Linked DNA regions of Mus musculus: region 2 is linked to region 1. The links are chromatin contacts, called in public Hi-C maps. All regions are on one chromosome and are shown on one strand. The core of a region is the stretch at or near the end of the contact, and the rest is flanking DNA. Distances in the headings are between cores, read along the strand shown. Region 1 has its middle 8.4 kb from the start of Gm31015. Region 2 overlaps Plcl2 (phospholipase C-like 2).

Region 1 (3,966 bases), core at 236-2,735:
GTAGGAGCAGGAGGTTGGCTGGTCACATTGTGTCCATGCTCTGGATGCAGAGGATGAAGAGCAATATTTAGGTCACTGTATTTTATAACAGCAACAGAAAACTAACCAATACAGATAGACTGCTTTAAAAATAGCGCAATTATCATTTGAATATGAAATATCCACCCTAAGTGAACTGCAGTTGGTCCCCAGCTGGTAGCCTCTTTGGGAAGGTTGTTGACTCTTTGGGGGTAGCTCCTTAAGAAGAAAATGGCGCACTGAAGGTGAGCCTTGAGATTTTATAGCCTTGTTCAACTTGCTCTTTGTCCTTCTCTGCTTCCTGAGTGTGGATGAAAGGTGACAGTAAGACAGTAAGCTCCTACCCCTCCCTTACCTTACCACTGACTTGTTCGGGAAGTATTAGCCAAAATGAGACCGTCCTTCCTTTAGTGGCTTTAGTCAGGGTATGTTATCACAGCTAACCAAGACCATAAACCACACCATAATTTTACTTACCTTATTTGTTTTGGCACGTGTTGTATCTGTACAAGGGTCAGATGACTACCTCAAGTGTCATTCTCGGGATGTGCTTTCTTTGAGACAGGGCTTGCTTTTAGCCTAGAGCTAAATAATTAGGTTAGGTAGGCTGTCTGGCCTAAAGATATACCTAAAGATATACCTGTCTCCACACCTCCATGTGCATCACTATACTAGCCTGGGTCTCAGAGATACACCTCAGGTCCTCAAAGCAAGGACTTTATTTATTGAGCTTTTTCTCCAGCTTTCTAATGTACACATTTAGTTGTACTTCAGTGGTTAACCATGAGTGTGTGAGAAACTTCATAACAGGTGCCCTGCCACTGGGACCTCCATGATACTGCCGGCATTACCAATCATGCTCCATGCTATCCTAAGCCAACTTTGTCCCCCTTTCCCTTGCCAATTTTTCCCTCACATATAGCTAAGGATTGGCTCACCATGACACCCCAAACCCCCACAATGATCCCTGCTTTATTGTACCAGAGGGGAAACTGAGGTGGTCTGGACTATCACATGTGTGAGCTTGTTCTCCAACATTGACATTTGCCTGGTTTCTAAGGCCATGTGTTGAGCTGAGGTTATGAGGCATGAGCCCCAGGTGCATTAAGTCAGGATCTCCCACTCTTAGGTGTGATTGGCATTTGAGACCTGGAAATTCTTGTGTGGACTGTGCTGTGCATTATAGTCTAATTAACAGTACTGCCTAACTGCTTCCTCTGTGTCAGATGTGATCATAGCCATCGTGATTCACTATCATAATTCACAGAGACCCTCATGTGATCAGAGAGGGGTGGGTTCATGGGTCTCCAGTGAGATCCTCAGGAGTTGCCTCTCCTCCCTATAATTCCAATCCTCACTCCTCATTGGTAAACATGTGACCAAAATAAGACTTTTCTCGGGGTATAGATACCCAGAAGTTCCCTCAGAGACTTCCCAGTGGTGTCACTGCCTTTGGTTCATGCACACTTCTGTGAGTAACTCTGATAACCTAACTGGTTCAGCAAGCTGAACTTGGTGAGAACTTTTCTTTGGTCTGTCAGTTTCTTAAAATCACAACAAGCCATATCCCTTGCCTCTACTCATAACCTGCTGACAGTAGTCTGTCCCCCAACTGTTATGAGCATACATTCAAAAAATGTCTCCAATATATTGCCAAATGTCCTCTGGGGAACAAAATCATTTCTGTCAGTGTGACACCTTTTTGATTTATCAGCATCTCCCATGTACAATTGAAACAGGAAGTGAAGTGAAAGTAGTTTATGTGGGCGGTGACCTCAGTACAGCAGTTTGAGGGAGTGGGGAAGTATGTTTTTATTTTTCTTGTTCTTGTAATAATAATAATATAAAAAAAACACCAAGAAGAAACTTAAGGAGGGAGAGGTTATTTTGGCTTACAGTTGGTGGGAATACAGTCCATCATGGGGGTGAGGAACCACAGTGACAGGAGGGGGAGGGTGCCGGGCACATTGTATCCATACTCAGGAGGCAGAAAAGAATAAGCAACAGGAGAAGCCAGGCTAACAAACCTCAAGGCAATCCCCAATGTACCCACTTCCTCCTCCAAGCCACCACCCTCAGAAGATTTCACAACCTTCCTTAGAGAGCCTCTGCCTGAAGACCCATTGTTCAAACACAAGGGTCTGTGCTGTACATTTTGCATTTGAATAAAACAGGAAGGGAATCAGAAGGAGAAAGCAAGCTAATAAATAAGCAGGTTGCTGTTGTGCAGTGTACAGCATGAGGGCCACCTCCTTGGGGACTGCTAGCTGGAGGAACACGATGATTTTGTTTTTGTTTTTTTTTTTTTAATTCCTGCAGGCCAGCATAAGATCACAACCACAAATTTTGAGTCAATTTTGAAGCAAGCTTTATTAAATACTGGCCAGGACAATGGACACTGATCAGGTCCATACTCAGGATCCCAGAGTATGCCAGAACTACTTTATTCAGAGGCTCATAGAGGCAAAAACCACAAGGCTATGTACTTCCTGTCTTTGTCCAATCAGGGGCAAGCATGCATCCTGGGGTACCTCCTGCCTACTTGTGATCAAGCACATCCCGTGCAGTTGAAACAACCAAACCTGTTTACAGAAGCAAAGACTTGTGGTTTGTTATCTTACATGACCAACAGCCCCCAGCATTCCAGGCACAAAGAAGGAGAAAGAAATCTGAACATTTCTCAATTTTCATATACCTTAAATAATTTTCTCCTCATACCTTCATAACTTAAGCTTTCATATCCCCAGAAATTACTTTCTTTGACCCTCATAGCTCAACATAAACTTATAAACCCCCCCAACCCCAATTTAATCATTTTTCATAAGACACAAGTGGCTGATTACTGAAAGCAGTCCTTTACTGTTGGGATAATCTCCAGTGCACTGTGTCAACGTTGTCTTTGTATTATTCAAATGTTGATTTCTGTACCAGCTGAGTGCTAAGTACTGTCTGGACTTTGGTATTGTTATTTTTATGAAGCATCATTTGTCTCACTGTTTGCTTTATAAAAGAGTTGACAGCCTATGGCTGGGCAAGAGAGGAAAGGGGGAACATCTGGACAGAGAGGGGGAATGCTGGGAAGAATTGCAGGTGTGTGTGTGTGTGTGTGTGTGTGTGTGTGTGTGTGTGTGTGTGTGTTATTGCCAGCCAGACATGGAGGAAGAAACAAGATAATGGGCCACGTGGCAGAATGTAGATTAGAATAAATGGGTTAATTAGGTTATATGAGCTAGTTGGGAATGAGCCTAAACTATAAGGCTAGCCTTAATGAATAATAAGTTTCTGTGTCATTATTGGAAGCTGGCCGGTTAAGACAGTCTGGCAATAATTCACTATTTCTTTAAATAAAGGAATAGTAAAGAGTTACATCTGAAACCTGTTTATCTTTTAGTATGAAGCCCATTAGAAAGGCAACCCTGTCTACTTTTTCTGAATAAGAGATCTAGTTGCTCTAGAGAAAACAAGGCCTGGTTTTTGTATATGAAATTATAAGGCCCCAACTCAATGTCTTTCTTAGATCCCTAGAAACAAAGCCCAGCATGGAGTTCTTTGTTCTTTTGCCTTAGGCCTGAGAGAACGATGACCACTGGGTGACCCACCCAGGCACCTGACCCATAGTGTAAAGGACCAAGAATGTTTGCCAAAGATAACCTGTAACCTTTCCATGAGAGATGAGCTGTAATTCACCATCCCCATTTTTACGATGTTTACTCAGCTTCCCCATTCTTTGTGGTCTTATCCTCCCCTCACTTTGCAGTTTATTCTTTAAAAACCCTCGACTGCAACTGCTGGGGGTTGATCTCCTCTGCCCCTGTGTGGGTTATGAGCTCGGCCTCAGCATGCTGATTCCCGAATAAACCTCATGAGAATAAACCTCAAGAACGGTTTCTCTCGTGTTATGGGGGCATCGGCTCATTCCAGGACTTGAGTGAGGGTCTCCCCGAAATG
Region 2 (3,996 bases), core at 85-2,584, 170 kb after region 1:
TACTGAATTTGATTATATATGGAGATATTTAATGACACAGTGCATGGATAAAGCGAAAATATTATTTTGGATTAATTACCTTCATGGGAAATAAATGGTATGATACATAAATGCACATACACAATATCTATATATCTATATATTTGAAGCAGTATATCTTATCAAACTTTGAAAAAAGTAGCAGGTTGCCATGATCATCATGAATATGCAAAAACACAACTTGAGAAGCTTTTGACTTTTGATAGCTTTTCTGGAAAGAAACGTGTGTGTTAGTGGTGCTGGGAAGTTTTTGACCAGTCTGACACAAGCTAGAGTCACCTGGGAAGAAAGACCCTCAATGATGGAAGTGCCTCCACCCAGTTGGACTGTTGCAAAGGCTGTAAGGCATTTTCTTTCTGATGTAGGAGGTGACACTCAGAGCAGTGTCACCCCTGGGCAGGGGTCCTGGGTTGTACAAAGTAGCAAGTTGAGTGAGACATAGGGGAAGCCAGCCAGTAAGCAACACTCCTCCATGATCTCTGCTTCAGTTCCTGATCCAGGTTTGTGTCTTGAACTCTTACCCTCAATGATGAGTTGTGACCTGAGAGTTGTAATATGAAATAAACCCTTTCTTCTTCAAGTTGTTTTTCCTAGGAACATTTTAGAATATTCTATCCTAACAATTAAAAGCAAACCAGGACAGACTTTACTCCCAGAAGTAGGGTCTTGCTGGACAAATCTAACGTGTTTGTATTGGGATGATTACAGAATGGTTCTGGCGCTTTGGGCTGGGAAAGCTGTCAGGTGCACAGAACTCAATGGCTGTTAGGAGAACAATGCGGAGGCCCGTGTCTGTCTGCCTCCAGTGGCAGGATTACAAGGATTTTGCACTGTGATGGATTTTTATTTAGGTGCTGGGGAACTGAACTCAGACCCTACATGTGTGTGGCACTTTACAGTTTACCAACTGAGCCATCCCCCAAGTCTCAAGCATTCATTTTCCACATCTAAACTTTAAGAAGGCACAGTCACACAAAGTTTATACTGAGAGCTTATTCGGTGAATATAGTATTTAAAACTGGCTATCCACTCTTTAGGCTACCTCAAACCTTGGTTTTGTTTTGTTTTTATAGTTAGGTTGCAGTCTTATGACAGAAGAAGTGGTAACCCTTTTTGATTGTTAATAGGACAGTCTCTCAAGGTGACCCGTTGAAAGTGTAATACAAATGATTGTAAAACAGATGAAAATTTATTTGTGATATCCGTCCATGAAGGCTCCATTGTCATAAATGTTCACAGACCTGGTAAACACGGTTTGCTTTGGTGTCTTGTTAAATAGCAATGTGAAAGTGAAAGCTCTTTTTTTTTTCCTATTACTTATAGCTTTGTGTCAGTGAGCTACCACTTTTGGAACTCCTGCTCCCTCCACAGGAGGAGGTTAAAGAAAATACCAAGGGAAACAGGGAAACTGGTGGTCTGCTCCTTACTTCCATGTCTGTTGCCAGTCAGCAAGTTTGGGTCTAGACTCTGCTGCTGTGATAAAAGTCCATGACCAAAGCAACTTTTAATAGAGTACTTGGGCTTATAGCACTAGAAGGCTAAGCGTCCGTCGTCATCATGGAGGGGTGGAATGGCAGCGGTCAGGTACGGTATCTGGAGCTGCAAAGCAAGACTTCACATCTCAAATTGCAAGCATGAAACAGCAAATTGGGAATCTCAAAATCTGCCTCTGGTGACATACTTTCTCCAGCAAAGCAAGACATCTAAATCTCCCAAGCACCACACCACTGCAGACCAAGTGTTCAGATGCCCAGGACTGTGGGGACATTCTCATTTAACCATCATACTCCATATCACCACCACAGAGAGAAGAATGATCCAACCATAGAGAGATGCTGGTGGCTATGACGCTCTTGGGAATGTGATCATATACAAAGCTAATTAGTTTTCTTGCCGTAGAGCTCTGGCATGCCCAGGTGCCAGAGGACATGGTGTCCATGCAACAGACCCAGAATCCTGGCAACAGGCTGAGGTGATGCAGACTTCCTGCAAATGACTCTGTTCACATTAAGAAGTTTTGTTGCCAGTGAGGAAACATAGCTTTCTTTGCCAAGGCATAGAAAGACTCATGTGAGATTTTTTAGTCAGTTCTTCTTTTAGAACGGTGGTTCCCAACCTTCCTAATGTTGCAACCCTTTAATGCAGTTCCTCAGGTGTGTGGACCCCAATCATAGCATGACTTTTGTTGCTACTTCATAACCTCATTTTGCTACTCTTGTGAATTGTAATGTAAATGCCTAATAGGATACCTGATTGCGTGACTCCTGTGAAAGGGCTGTTTAACCACAAAGGGTTATCGGGACCCACGGGTTAAGAACTGCTGTTTTAGAACTTTCAGTCGATAGTGTCACTTGCCAAAGAAAGATGATTTTCAAAAAATAGTAATTCTAGGGCATGATGAACTTTTGCTTGGGAATGTTTACTTACGTACACAACACCGATAATTTAATTATTATTCATCCCTTAGTGGCTTTGGGATGATCAGCCTTGGGGTGATTCTAAGCCCAGGAGGAGTGTGAATTTGACAAACACTTTAGAGTCAGCTGCTGCTGTGATTAATGTACCATAGGTCACATTTATTTTCTGATTAAAAGCCCCATAAGGGCTGACAAGATGGTTCTTGTCTTAAAAGCCCAGTGACCTGAATTCCACCGTCAGGACCTACATAAAGGAAGACATGTGCCCACACACCACTCACAATAATAGTAATATATAAAATTAAAAAAATTTAAAACTCTCAGTTACATCTATAGAATGAAATCTTGTTTCTTTTAGTCCTCATGTCCCTCAGCGTATGTTTTACATATGAACTGTTTGGAGTCTGATTTAATTTGAAATATTGCTTTGAAAAGAAATCCTGTCAAATCACTGGATCATAGTCGCCGTAATTTATATTTACTGGAGATGGGCTCATTTAAGATCGTAATACTAAAATATATTGATCAAATAGCAAAAACTTAAAAAGCTTATTTTCCATAGTTTATTACTCATTTAATTCAAGATAGTTTTACATCAGTTAGTCCTTCGTTCCTTTCTTAATTTTTGGTGTGCTTTAAAGATTTATATTGGGGATTTGGAAATGAGAGCCAACCGTAACATCCTGACTAAAACTGAGACTTCCCCTCCACTCTCAGCATCTAGGAGGGGTAAGTAACTTAATGGTAGCAAGGCAGTAGATGCAATTAAGCGTAGGAGGGTTTTGTGAGTGTGGCTCCTTGTCTATGTATCTACAGGGGCATGTCCAAGTGGTTACAGTTTGTTTTTAACATGGTCCAAGACCGGGCTGAAGAGTTAATTACTTCCATGTCTTCCATTTCCAAGGAAAAGTGTTGCCATCTATTTATTTTAATTTCTAGTGACCTATACAAGAGCCATTTGATAAGTTACATCCTGACCGGTAGTCTCTACAAGATCTTGTATGCACTACACATTTCTGGACAGTTAAAATTGTGAGGCCCTGTACTCTGCCCTTGTGGCCATGGTGTTAAGAAGACTTCAGTGTGTAACAGTAGCGGCTTAGTTATTTTAGGGATATGATGGTGCTTTATTTCAAAGTTCCTTTGACTATTACGTTTTTTTTCATCTTCAAGTATGGCCTATGAATCCATAACCATGAGTCATATCAGATCCTTTGTGAGTGGGCAGAGCATACATTTACAAAAATGTGTTTTCTGGTTAATAGTTTCATCTTTAGGAAGTGGTACAGGCAGAGAGGGATACCTGAAGCAGAGAGTAGATGTATTTTGTGTCCAGAATCCCAGGCCATTAGAAAGACAGTTTGTAAATACCTGCCCAGTTCCATTTCATGGACCATATAGAACTCTCCCCCAAGCTATAAGCACTGAGTTTCAAGTGCCTTTGGCTTTGTTCAGCTTGTACACTTTCTTGTTTTGCTTTTGGGAACTGTGCTGTATCTGCCAAGAATTCTACAAGTGCCCCTGAGCTCTGGGTCCTCTC

What was found. Hi-C and Micro-C count contacts between places; a contact is called where the count stands out from the background.
Region 2: a Hi-C map of CD8 T cells shows a contact between it and region 1, with 1.7 times the contacts expected there. The contact joins two enhancer-like sites. A contact is called at or near these places in 4 of 484 Hi-C or Micro-C datasets (CD4 T cells, CD8 T cells and memory CD8 T cells) and 3 of 115 datasets of contacts at active chromatin or transcription factors (bone marrow-derived macrophages, microglia and pancreatic cancer cells).

What each region holds. Positions count from the first base shown.
Region 1 is chr17:50,413,741-50,417,706 of GRCm38.p6, forward strand. No RefSeq gene overlaps it. Among named protein-coding and RNA genes, the nearest start is that of Gm31015, 8.4 kb to the right of the region's middle. Within about 2 kb of position 1,486, at least 100 of the 459 cell types and tissues checked have an H3K27ac peak or open chromatin away from gene starts, as enhancers often do. A contact at or near this core is called in CD8 T cells and memory CD8 T cells, where this site is marked.
Region 2 is chr17:50,579,272-50,583,267 of GRCm38.p6, forward strand. The region is part of intron 1 of Plcl2 (phospholipase C-like 2); the gene reads left to right. Among named protein-coding and RNA genes, the nearest start is that of Plcl2, 72 kb to the left of the region's middle. Within about 2 kb of position 1,335, at least 40 of the 459 cell types and tissues checked have an H3K27ac peak or open chromatin away from gene starts, as enhancers often do. A contact at or near this core is called in CD8 T cells and memory CD8 T cells, where this site is marked.